2 separate regions of the Mus musculus genome follow, and region 2 is linked to region 1. A link is a contact called in public Micro-C data. All regions are on one chromosome and are shown on one strand. Each heading gives the region's core, a stretch centred on a gene start, on an enhancer-like site or on the middle of the called end of the contact. The rest is flanking DNA. Distances are from core to core; before and after follow the strand shown. Region 1 holds the start of Shroom2 (shroom family member 2). Region 2 holds the start of Kantr (Kdm5c adjacent non-coding transcript).

The links. A called contact is a pair of places that touch in the nucleus more often than the background predicts.
Region 2: a contact with region 1 is called in a Micro-C map of embryonic stem cells, with 3 times the contacts expected there. The contact joins the promoter of Kantr here to the promoter of Shroom2 in region 1. A contact is called at or near these places in 1 of 484 Hi-C or Micro-C datasets (embryonic stem cells) and 3 of 115 datasets of contacts at active chromatin or transcription factors (astrocytes, stem cell-derived epiblast-like cells and stem cell-derived neural progenitor cells).

What each region holds. Positions count from the first base shown.
Region 1 is chrX:152,767,692-152,773,720 of GRCm38.p6, forward strand. Shroom2 (shroom family member 2) reads right to left here and starts at 1,795. Exons shown (of 10, transcript NM_001290684.1): 1 at 1,595-1,795. The coding sequence starts at 1,759.
Region 2 is chrX:152,324,850-152,330,767 of GRCm38.p6, forward strand. Kantr (Kdm5c adjacent non-coding transcript) reads right to left here and starts at 2,644. Exons shown (of 3, transcript NR_040270.2): 1 at 2,561-2,644; 2 at 2,312-2,390.

The sequences.
Region 1 (6,029 bases), core at 545-3,044:
ACCCAGGTTCAATTCCTAGCACTCATCCATGCGGCAGTGCAGAACTGTCTGCAACTCCAGTTCCAGGGGATCTGACACCGTCACACAGACATATATATGCAGGCAAAACACAATGCACAAGAAACACCAGTAAGTATTTGTTTAGAGCCACAGATGAGATTCTCTGTGGTAGTACAGCCCTGTAATACTAGCACTCGGGTGGCTGGGGGGGGGGGGCTGCAACTTTAAGGCAAGCTAGTGAAACTTAGTGAGCCATTGTCTCAAAAATAAAAATAAAAATAAAAATAAAAATAAAAATAAGGGCTGTAGATAGCTCAGTGAGAGAAGAGTACTTGCCTAGTACTGCCAAGGCCGACTTCAATCCTAGCACTGAAAAGAAAAAAGGGGAGTGAGTGTATCAGACTCGGACTTGGTATAAAGCTCAGTGGTACAGAACTTTCCTCGCATGTGGAATGCCCTGGGGCTTGGATTCCCTGGAATGGCACAATCAAACAAAAAAGAATCCACTTTGATATAAAAGATTACATGGTGGCTAATTTTGTAACAGGGTGAGGGGTGATTGATCGATTTGAGGTCTTTTGCTGTTTGAATGCCGCCAACACCACACCACTTTTCAAAGTCAAGACCAGTGGAGCCACCTAATTCTTCACGCTTTTAATCCGGGTGGGAAGATAAGGAAATTTGTAAGTCATTTTCACACCTTCAAACACCTCTAAGGAGCCAGGAATATTTGCATTTTAAAGGAGACTTTGTCCTTAGGACTGGTAAGACTCAACTCTGCTTAGAGAACAGGGCCCTAGTTTCTTTTAACCAGAACACCTGAGAGATTGGCTTGTTGTTTATTTATACAAGTTTATACATGTTTAGTTGGTAAGTATCAGGATAGATTGCATTTTAAGAGAATACCAATTCTAAAGCAACCTACACACACACTCACACGCGTTAATTCCAAGTAAGATCTCTTTTCTTACTATCAGAACTCAAATTCTACTTTAAAAGCACTCTGAAAAAGTTTCATTAAGTGTTGGTAGATATCCAGAGCGCGTGGATGTAGGACAGGAAGCCGAAAGTCAGCAAATATTGATGAGCTCCTGGGAATCGTGAAACTGCCTGGCAGCAGCTTCTAGTAGGGAGTTTCAGACTGAAAACCGGTACAGATCAAAAGGGTGACAACCAGGGGCCCTAAACAAGCAAACAAAAGTTGGGAAAGCTGTACCCACTCCCTGGTTCCTGGGAATTTTTTTTCCCTTCATTTCATGGCAGCCTCGCAGGTGTAGGTCCACCGCTGGACAGGCCAGGAGTTACAGGGGACTGCCAGGCCCTTTCCCAGAGGGGGAGGGGAAGGAGACCCGGAACAGGAGCCATTGAAACTACCAGCAATGTTGGGAGCCGCCCGAGGGCGGCTAGGATGGAGCCGGAACCACACACCTATGGCTGAACAGAACCCAGCACCCACAGGTGACTCCCAACAGACGCGTCCCAGAAAACGAGGCCGCGAACCGGACGTCCCATCCAGCGCCCTGAAACCCCGACCAGCCTTCTGGGTCCGGACTATCTCAGGACTGTCACGGGGCAGACCCCGGGGTAGCCTTACCTTGGTGATGACCAGAGGCTCGCCATGCTCGCGGCCGCCCTTCAAGGTGAAGCCCCAAGGGGCGCCGCCGCTCAGCTGCACCTCCACCAGGCGGACGCCGTCGGTCGCCGGCGCCTCAGCTTCGGCCAGGCGCTCGGGCCGTGCACGGGGCTCGGCGCCCTCCATGACGCGGGGCGCTCAGCCCCTCCACACTCAGCCCTTCCACCCGCTAATGCCCACGCCCATGCACTCCGGGAAGCACGAACCGGCCCACCACCTAGGAGCCTCCAGGCGGCTGGGCCGCCGCCGCCACTACAGTAGCCGCCGGCCACCGCTGAACTTGCTTTGCAACTTGGAAAGCGCTACGCGGGCCGGACCAGGAGGGAGCGCGGAAAAGGGCGCGGGGAGGGGAACGGGGAGGGGGCGGAGCAGGCGCGCTCCTCTTCAGCATGGGCAGGGGAGAGGGAGGGGCCGGCTCCCGGGGGCGCGCACACGGGGTTTTCGCACTGACTGCGCTAGAGGTCCAAAGGGGTTTCTCTAGTGCGCTCAGCCGCTAGGGGTTAAGGCGCGCTCTCCGAGACCAGCGAAACCTGCCCGAACTGGACCTGGTCAGGCGTGAGGTCGCACGCACGGTCCCTCCCGCCCAGCTCTAGAGGCGCCGATGGGCTCGGGGAGGGTTGGGCGCCACCGGGGAAAGCCCTTGCAACAGGTGAGGTGGCGGAAGTGTCCAAACCGGACTAGGCGGGACCTGGAGGCGATCGGGAACCGAGTAGCTGCAGGCCAGCCCCTTCCAACTGGGAGCGGAATCGACCCAGCGCCTCCTCCTTTGAGCCAGTGAACCGCAAGTGCACAGGTGAAGCTCTGGCATTCCCGCTGTCCTGTATGGCCGCACCTTTGCTCCAGCGCCAAGACTCTGGAAAAGCTGTTCCGAAAACCATTAGCACACCAGAATGCCTGACCCCGGGCCACTCGCAGGCACATCCCAAAACTCTGGCCCTGAGGTTAATGCTGCGGGCAATTCCTTGCAGCAAAGGGACTCTGGACCTGATCTGTTGAGGGCCTTCTCATTCTTGCAAATTCCTTTCTGTAGTACCAGCAGGCAAACATAATAAATGCCATCCACCCAGCTGGCACTTTTGTCACAATTTAATAGGCCTTTCTTCCATCCAATTCCTACCCTTTATGTTCATAAAATTGTACCTCAAGTTGGGAGGCAGTTGCCCTCATGTATGTCTGAGCAGCCTGTGTGTGCCAGACAAGAAGCCAAAAAAGGGCAGACATCAGACCCCCTGTGAGTGCTTCACCGTGTGGGTGCTGGGAACCAAACCCAGCTGAGCTACAACCCCTTGCCACAAGTTCTTAAAATGTGTTCTGCGTTTATATCTCTAAAAAGGAGGAACTATCTGTTTGAAGTTAATGAAAGTTTGCCACTCTTTACGTTTTTATTTTATTAGTTTTAGAAATTATCTCAAAATCTGTGTAGCCACAGATGACTGAATTCCTTTCTATTCTCCTGCCTGCATCTCCCCAAGTGCTGTGATTCCAGGTATGAGTCACCATGCCTATTCATACTTTGCTGCTTTTCCATTTCCATGAAACGAGCCCACCTTAGAAATGTATACACTGATAGGAGTTTACACGTTTTACAGAGGGGAAAAGTTTTTTTTTTCCATTAATGTTTGTATTGTAGCTGGAGGCGGTTCCTGTTTCCCCAAACAGTTCCATCCTAATACTTTTAGCACCTGATAGCACTGGGAGGTGAAAGCAAGGACAACCAAGAGAACACTGGACCAAGAACACCTTTAGGCTTGGCTGCTGTGAAGCCTGAATAGGGAAGCTCAACTCTAGTCAGTTTGTTCAAACAGACCAGATGCATCACACAACAGAGACAGAGTGTCTTGGTTACTTTTTTGTTTGTTTGTTTGTTTTCTTTTTCTTTCTATTATTTCTTGTTGCTAGTGGGGTTTTTTTTGTTTACTTGTTTTGTTGTTTTTTTTGGGGGGGGGTTCTTTTTTTGAGAAAGGATTTTTCTGTGTAACTTTGGCTGTCCAAACTTGCTCTGTAGACCATCCATCCAAGTTTTGTGGTGGTATCGAAGTTGACCACACCTGTCCTTGCTCTCATCACACCTAGACTTCTATTTCTTGGGTATCTTGTGAAAATATCAAAATCTTGAAAGAGGTGACAGGGCCAGTGAGTTAGCCCAGCAATTGCTTGTCACTCAAGCCTGACAACGTAAGTTCAACCCCTGGAACCCATTTAATGGTGGAAGAAGGTAAGAAACACTCTCACAAAATTCTATGTGTGTGCATGCACAAATACCACAACACACACATGCAAATCAATAAAGTTCTTAAAATTTGTATTTATTTATTGTCTGGATATGAGTGTTTTGCTTGCAGGCAGGTCTATGCACCACATGTATTCCTGATGCATGTGGAGGCCAGAAGAAGAAGATATCAAATCCCCCTAAGACTAGAGGTATAAACAGATGGAATATGCTGGTAGGTGCTGGAATTTGAACCCAAGTCCTCTAGCCAGTGCTTTGGAAGAGCAATCAGTGCTCTTAGTAGCTGAGCCATCTCTCTGGCCCCACAGAAAATAAAAACATAAAAACTTTCTGATAACTTTCTGATAAAACTCTAGTTTTATCAGACTTGTACACTTCTGGTAGTAGCATCTCCCCCTCCCCCTCACCACACCTAGGACACACAATCTGACTGGGATTCCTAAAGTTACGATGTATTAGTTGATATATTCAGTTTCCCTTGGGAAGGCAGAGATATATTTTGTTCCTGGCTTCTTGCTCCTTGAGTTGAGTATTCAACTTCTTTACTCAAGAAGGCAAGCATATTCTGCTGGTGATGACCTAGAAGCCTCTACATCCATGGATGCAAGAGCTAAAGGTGTCTGTTTCATTTCCATAATCTGGCATTTATTTTCTTTGAGAGAAAAGAGGTGAAATCCTAGGTAATTATGTATAATTTGCTTTGTCCATAGGAATGGATAAATAACCAACTTTCATGCTTTAATCAATAACTAATCTATATGAAAATGTGATGATTGTTAACATTCTGTCTAAGCTCCGCCCCACAGTTACCTAGCAACAGCCAGGTATGCTTGACTCACTATAAAAGGGGCTGCTTGCCCCTGCCTCACTCTCTTGGTCTCTTGTTTCTCTCTTGCTCTTTCTCTGCTTCCCTTCCCTCCTTCTTCCCCATTCCCTTCTCCCCCCTCTCTCTCCACATGCTCATGACTGGCCTCTACTCCTCTACTTCTCTACTCTCTTTGTCTGCCTTTCTCTGCCTCTACTACCTTCTTAACTCCCCTCCCCATGCCCTGAATAAACTCTATTCTATACTATTCTGTCGTATGGCTGGTCCCTCAGGGGGAAGGGATGCCTTGGCATGGGCCCGCTGAGACATCCCCTTCCTCCATACCTCACCAAACCTCCATAGAACATATCTCTCCTCTCTTTATCTTTTTATAGACACGTCAATAATGGAGCTGGAATGGACCTTAGTATTTTCCTAGCAAGTGAATTATGTCGGGGTCAGTCACCAACACTGAAAGAAAATGTTGCCTTACTCTGGGTTTCTACAAGCTATTTTGTGAACATTAGAATTAATTTAGCTGCAGAGCTACCAGTGATAAAGCTACATGCTAAATGCCTGCTTCTGCCCAATCAGATGGCAGAAGGATTTCACACAAGATCTTATTAGTTGCAGTATTTATAGATCTTTCTTTGTAGAGCGATGTGCAGGGAATAGAGGGGGTCCATCTAGTCTGTTTGTGACAAGCACCATTCTGTACTTCACATGTCATAAATTCATTTGTTTTGCATAATTAATATACATTAATAAAAATGTTATGCTTTCAAAATAGCTAATCTTTATGAAATGAAGCTCAGTTATTTTAGGCTTGTCTTCTAACAAAGGAGATTTATACTCAAGATGTTTTTTGAGATCAGAATGCCACAGTTTTTTAGATTTATTTATTTAATATGCAGTGTTCTCCATTCATATATGCCTGCACACAAGAAGGGACCAGATTTCATTATAGGCGATTATGAGCAACCATATGGTTGCTAAGAATTGAACTCAAGACCTCTGGAAGAGCAGCCTCTGAGCCATCTCTCCAGTCCAAATGGCACATTTTTTACACAAACCGTTCAATTTAGTGGTAAAATGGCAAATATGGCTACATTATCCACACAAATTTCTAGTATAGTATTATTTCAGAGAGTGGCCAGAAAGATGGCTCAGTCGTTAAGAGTATTTTATTTTATTTTATTTTGGTTTTTTTCAAAACAGGGTTTCTCTGTATAGCCCTGGCTGTCCTGGAACTCACTTTGTAGACCAGGCTGGCCTCAAACTCAGAAATCCACCTGTCTCTGCCTCCCCAGTGCTGGGATCAAAGGCCCGGCAAGAGTATTTTTTTAAGATTTATTTATTAT
Region 2 (5,918 bases), core at 1,394-3,893, 440 kb before region 1:
ACCCGTCCCCTTTTCTAGAGCTTACAATTGAGTGGATAATTAGACAACAAACTACAAATACAATAGAAGTAAATAACATACAGCCATACACTATATAATGAAGTTATGGTCAACAATGGCCTGCTTAAATGACGTTCATCCCATAAAATTGTATCCTCTGTGATGTCACAAAGGTCTTAGTTTGAGTAAGCACTCTATATTTTTGCGCAATGACAAAATTACATAATGATATTTTCCTCAGGTTATATTCCCATTGTTAAGCAACACATAACTAACTGTACGATGTAAGAAGATGGAATGCAATGGGAACTAATAAAGTTGGGTTAGTGTTCAGACTAGAATGGAGTTGTTAAGCAGGATCTTCATGGTAGATCTCAACAAGAAAATGACAACAGAAACCTGAAGTGAGGGAATGAGATCTGTGGATAATCTGGGGAAGAGTATTTATTTGAAAGGGAGGGGAAGGCCTAATACATTGAAATAACCTTAAGGAGGCTATTATAGGTGAAATGGAGTAGGAGGGCAGAGTGGTAGGACATAAGGCTAGAGGAGTTACTAAACAAGGATATTCATTTATACTCGCTTTTTTAGAAATCTAGCAACCAAACAAAGAGACATATACATACACGTTCTTTTGTTTAGAACTTTATGAAGAATTACTCATCATTTATGGAAAAGGAACTATATCCTATATATGGTTTCTGAGTCACCACTCAATCAATACACATGTAGCTGTCACATGTACAAGTCAGATACATGAAATAATGTGTAAAATTATTTCTTTTAGTGAAGTTATATCAAAGCATTTACGTATTGAAGTGCATACTGTTTTATTATACATTGTTCTTCAGCCCCAACACTCAGGAGGCAGAGTTTGAGGCCAGCCTGGTTTACAAAGTGAGTTCCAGAACAACCAGTGCTGTACGTAGAGAAACCCTGCCTTGAAAAACAAACAAAAAAATTTCTCTATTATATTACAATTAAAATGTCATTATAAGCTGTGGGAGGATTGTGTATGCAGAGTCTACTTTTTATGCTCTTCATTAAAAAATAGTGAAGGAGGCAAACTACACATTATTAAAATAGACTATTGGGTCTATAGTTGTCAGAATGACAAAGGTATAGCAAGAATATGGAAAAATTAGCATAGGAATGGGAAGAGAGTTGTGATACTTGACAGGGAGTTTCAAAATGTCTGATCTAGAAGAACTCCTAGATAAGGACAGAAAAGATGCTCAGGCCTACAAGGGGATATAATTAGAAGATCCTTGGACTATCTGTGGTGACCAACATTACATAATGGCTATTAAACTGTTTTGTAGCCCTGGTGGTGGTGCATGTCTTTAATCCCAGCACTCAGAAGGCAAAGGCAAGCTGTTCTCTGTGAGTTCAAGGCTATCCTGGGCTACAGAGTGATTTCTAAGACAGCTAGGGCTGTTACACAGCAAAACCCTTTCTTGAAAAAAAAACCAACAAAATAAAAATGTTTTGGTGGGGTTGGGGGGGGGCAAGACAGTGTTTTACATTGTAACCCAGGTTTACTTTGGACTCATTATGTAGCTGAGGCTGATCTTGAACTTGTGGCAATCCTCCTGAATGCTGTGAATGTAGTCATGCACCACCATCAAAGCTGGCTGAAAAGTAGCTTAATATAAATTTCTCCCCATCCTTGGTGTTTCTACCTGTTTAACAGAGAAGGCCAAGAAACAGAGACTCCTCAATGAGACTTACAAGTAGCTCAAGACCAGGCTCCAGTTTTGTGCCCTACCTTTGGGCCACTCTCATTGTTATATATATTGTACCTCCAACCACATTAGGGATAGGAAAGAGTTAGGTTCAGTGTGGAAAATGAGAGGACAGTAGCATTCAAAAAAAGGTCCAGTGGGGAGAGGGTCAGAGACAGACAAGGGTGAAAAAAAGTCAGAGACTAAGAGAATCAATATTCTTTCAATCACAATCATAATTATTTATTGAAAAAAATTTTAGGGACCAAGCATGCGCATTGGCTCAGGTAGAGACAGACCCCCATTTGGCAGATGATGAAACCAAGACCCAAATGAATAAAACGGATAGTTTAAAATTTCATAGCTGGTTTCAAGGGGTCAGGTAAGGATTAGGCCTCCTGAGTCTGGGATATCTTAGTACGTCTCAGAGAGAGAAAATGTTGGGTAGAGGCAGATATGGAGTCAAGACTAGAACACAAACAATCACGTGAGCAGCAGACCTGCACGAAATCTTTTCCCCAGAGACCGGGATTGGGAGGCTCCCAGAGGGTGGGCACGGGTGGTGGGTTCAAGAGGGTAATACTCACCTGGGTACCGTCTGGAGAGGATGCAGGGGCACTCGCCTTCTTTTTTTGCTACGCAAAGGATCCTCCACCACCCACGGACCTAGAGTCGAAAGGCCGCCCAGGTAAAAGCGCGCCAGGTCCCTCCCCACACGCGTTCTGGGCCGTTCTCTCCCCTCCCGCCGTTTTCTAACCCACCACCCCATCTTTACTGCTTCTCTTGGGATACCTCTAGTCTCCGTAGGGTCTAAGCTGCCGCAGGAGAATGGATACCTGGCCCACAGCAAGATCTCGCAGACACGCAGACGCTTCACGCAATGCTCCACCGAACCCTGGCAGGATAGCGATGCTCCACCACTTACCACGGGCTCCTCAGCTCCCATTGGAGGATTGCCCTCCTGCCTTCCCTGAGATTGGTTGGAATTGGAAGCACCTACGAAAACTCCACCCTCTCGAGGGTGTGATTGGCTTATGTGCCAGCCCTTCCGTTAACAACACTGGTCAGGAAAGGATTACTGCTCAGTCCTTTTGCAGGTCTAGAGGACTGGGCCTTCGGGGGTTGTTTGTTAAAACGCAGGAAACCCTAAACCAGGCTAAGCACAAATCACTGAATAGAATTATTACTTTCGTGATGTCTTCTTTCTTTCTGTAGCCACACTGCCTTTACACCGTTTTGCTTAGAGACACTGCGAATGTACTTCCAGTTTCCTATAGCTCCACACCCACTTGTAGGAGTTTCTGAGCTAGGTTTCTCGCTTTCCCTGTAAGCATTGTTCCTAATTCCATCCATGGAGAATAAGGTGATCCTACTTAGTAGCCCTGGCTGACTCGCCCTGTAAACCAGGCCTGCCTTTGCCTCCTGAGTGCTGGGACTAAAGGTGTGAGCCATTTATACCCGACAGATTTTATTTCATTTTTTAATTAGGTGTGGTCAGTCTTCACATAAAAGAAGCTATGGCCTAAAGAGGCAGACTCGATGAGGCATTGGTAGTACGATGGTGAGCACAGCTGCCTTCCAACGAGGCAAACTTAGTGGTCTGAAACTGTGCAACAATTATTTCGAATAAAATCCATCTCTCTTGTCTTCTAAAGGAAGGGAAGACAGGAAGGACCATTCTATTAACAAATCTTAAATTTGAGTAGCACAGATCCTCCAGGAGAGCCTGTGGGTGCAGCTTGGGGCAGAGAGGAATAACTTGGATGGGAATGAATTTACATCTTTGTTTCCCCTCTCTGTTTAGGAAATTTAGCATGTTTTCAATAAAGGACGTAATATTGGTGACTGTTACCAGTAGCAATCAGAGAGATTTGTCCATCACAGTATAAATTTGCAGCTCTTTCAAATATGTAATCTCTGAAATATATAATTAGTGCTTTAAAATCATGATAAGAGGGAGCCGGAGAGATAACTCCATGGTTACAAGTGCTTGCTGCTCTGGTAGAAGACTGGAGGTTAGTTGCCAGCATGAATGTCAGTTGCCTGTAACTCCTCCTCCAGGGTACCAGATATCTTCATCTGCTATGAAGACACCTTTGCATAGCACACATGAGTGCATGCACAGGAACAAATACACATATAAATAAAAGTAAAATAAATCTAAAATCACGATAATCATTGTAGTCTTTAAACCAAAGCATCCTATGATTTAATGGATTGATGAGCAATACATATATGACTCTAGCACATTTTTCTATTTTAATATTTCAATAGTTGGCTTTCTAAATTCTAGATGTGATTTTTCCAATTTTAAAGGATTTTTTTTTTTTTGTGAGAAGAGTTCTAGGTCACAAAAGAAATCAATGACACAGAAATTGAAATTGGCTCTTTAAGCTTTTCCCTTTCTTACTCTCTAGCCCTCCTTTTCCCTTTCCCTTCCCCCCTCTCTCCACGTGGCCATGGCCGGTTCCTCTCTCCTTCTACCTTCTCTCCTTTCTCCCTGTCTTTCTACAATAAAGTGCTAAAACAAAACAAAGTTAAACTTGATCTAGTAGCTCCAACAGGACAGAGACATATTTTCTTTTGTTTACTTGCTGTATTCCTATTAGTCTAGTATGAGGCACGTAGTTGGTACTCAATGAAATGTGTATTAACAAATACTTGCAAGAACAAATGCTGTTTTTGTTTTGTTTTTGGTTGGGGTCTTTGTTGTTGTTGTTGTTGTTTTGTCTTGTCACCTGAATCTAGTTTTGTCCCTGACAATCTGATTCTGTCTTCAAAAGTAAATGGCACTTTCATGACACCGGAAGATCTTGGGACCCTCACACCTAGTAGCAGGGCCCTTTCTTGCACAGGGCTGTAAAATGAAAAGTCCACCAAAACAAGTAGTTTCAATGTGAGAAGAAGCCCTGGGGAGCATGGGGCCCATCATTATTCATCCTCCTGGTTTCTGTTTATAGTCCTAGGTAATAATGCTCATGTTTTCTGATGCTTGCTATATGCTATATTTTAGAGCTAGGTTTGACTTTGAAAACATTCTAACTGGGCTAGAGAGATGGCCCAATGGTTAAGAGCACTGACTGCTCTTCTGAAGGTCAGGAGTTCAAATCCCAGCAACCACATGGTGGCTTACAACCATCTGTAATGAGATCTGATGCTCTCTTCTGGGGTGTCTGAAGACAGCTACAATGTACTTACATATAATAAATAAAATAAATCTTTTTAAAAGTAGCTACATCTTATCAAAACAAAACAAAACAACATTCTAACCTTCCTTTTGAAGATCCAGGCTGAGAAAGGAGGGTACTGGTAACAAGATGCCACTCTGGGTGAAGAACTTTCTCTTGTTCCATACTTCATCTCAGAGCATGAGCACTTTGGCCAACTGTGTTAGACCCAAAATGGGCATTTAAGTGTGTCCCACAAGACCAGGGTCCTTTTGGGGGTAAGGTGGCTAAAGAAGAGCCTCAAATGCCATAATGAAGTGTGGTGGATTTGACTTGTGGGGAGAATATGATGCAAGACTAGACTTCAAAGACTAGCTTCATGCTTGCTGACAGGAGCCTGGTATAGCTGTCCCCTGAGAGGCTCTGCTAGAGCCTGACAAATACAAATGCAGATACTCACAGCCAACCATTGGACAGAGCAACAAGGTTCTCAATGGAGGAGTTAGGGGAAGAACTGAAGGAGCTGAAGGGGTTTGCAACCCCATAGGAAGAACAACAAAATCAACTAACTGGACCCCCCCCCAAGCTCCCAGGGAGTAAACCAACAACCAAAGTGCATACATGGAGGGACCCACGGCTCCAGCTGCATATGTAGCAGAGGATGGCTTTATCTGGCATCAATGGGAGGGGAAGTCCTTGGTCTTGTGGATGCCTCAGTGTAGGGGAATGTTAGGATAGTGAGGTAGGAGTGGTTGGGTGGGTGGGGGAGCACCCTCATAGAAGCAGGGGGGAGGGGAAATGGGATAGGGGGTTTGAGGAGAAGCCAGGAAGGGGGATAACCCCCCTTTTTAATTTTGAAATATAAATAAATAAAATAACCAATAGAAACAAACAAACAAGCAAAATATCCCAAAGACTAGCTTCAAAGCTAGACTCAGTACTGAGATCTTGGACAAGTTGCTACCCCTGAGCTAATTCTCCCTGAATAATTGGGCTAAAGTAGTAAGTGGGAGGATTGAGACCTGTG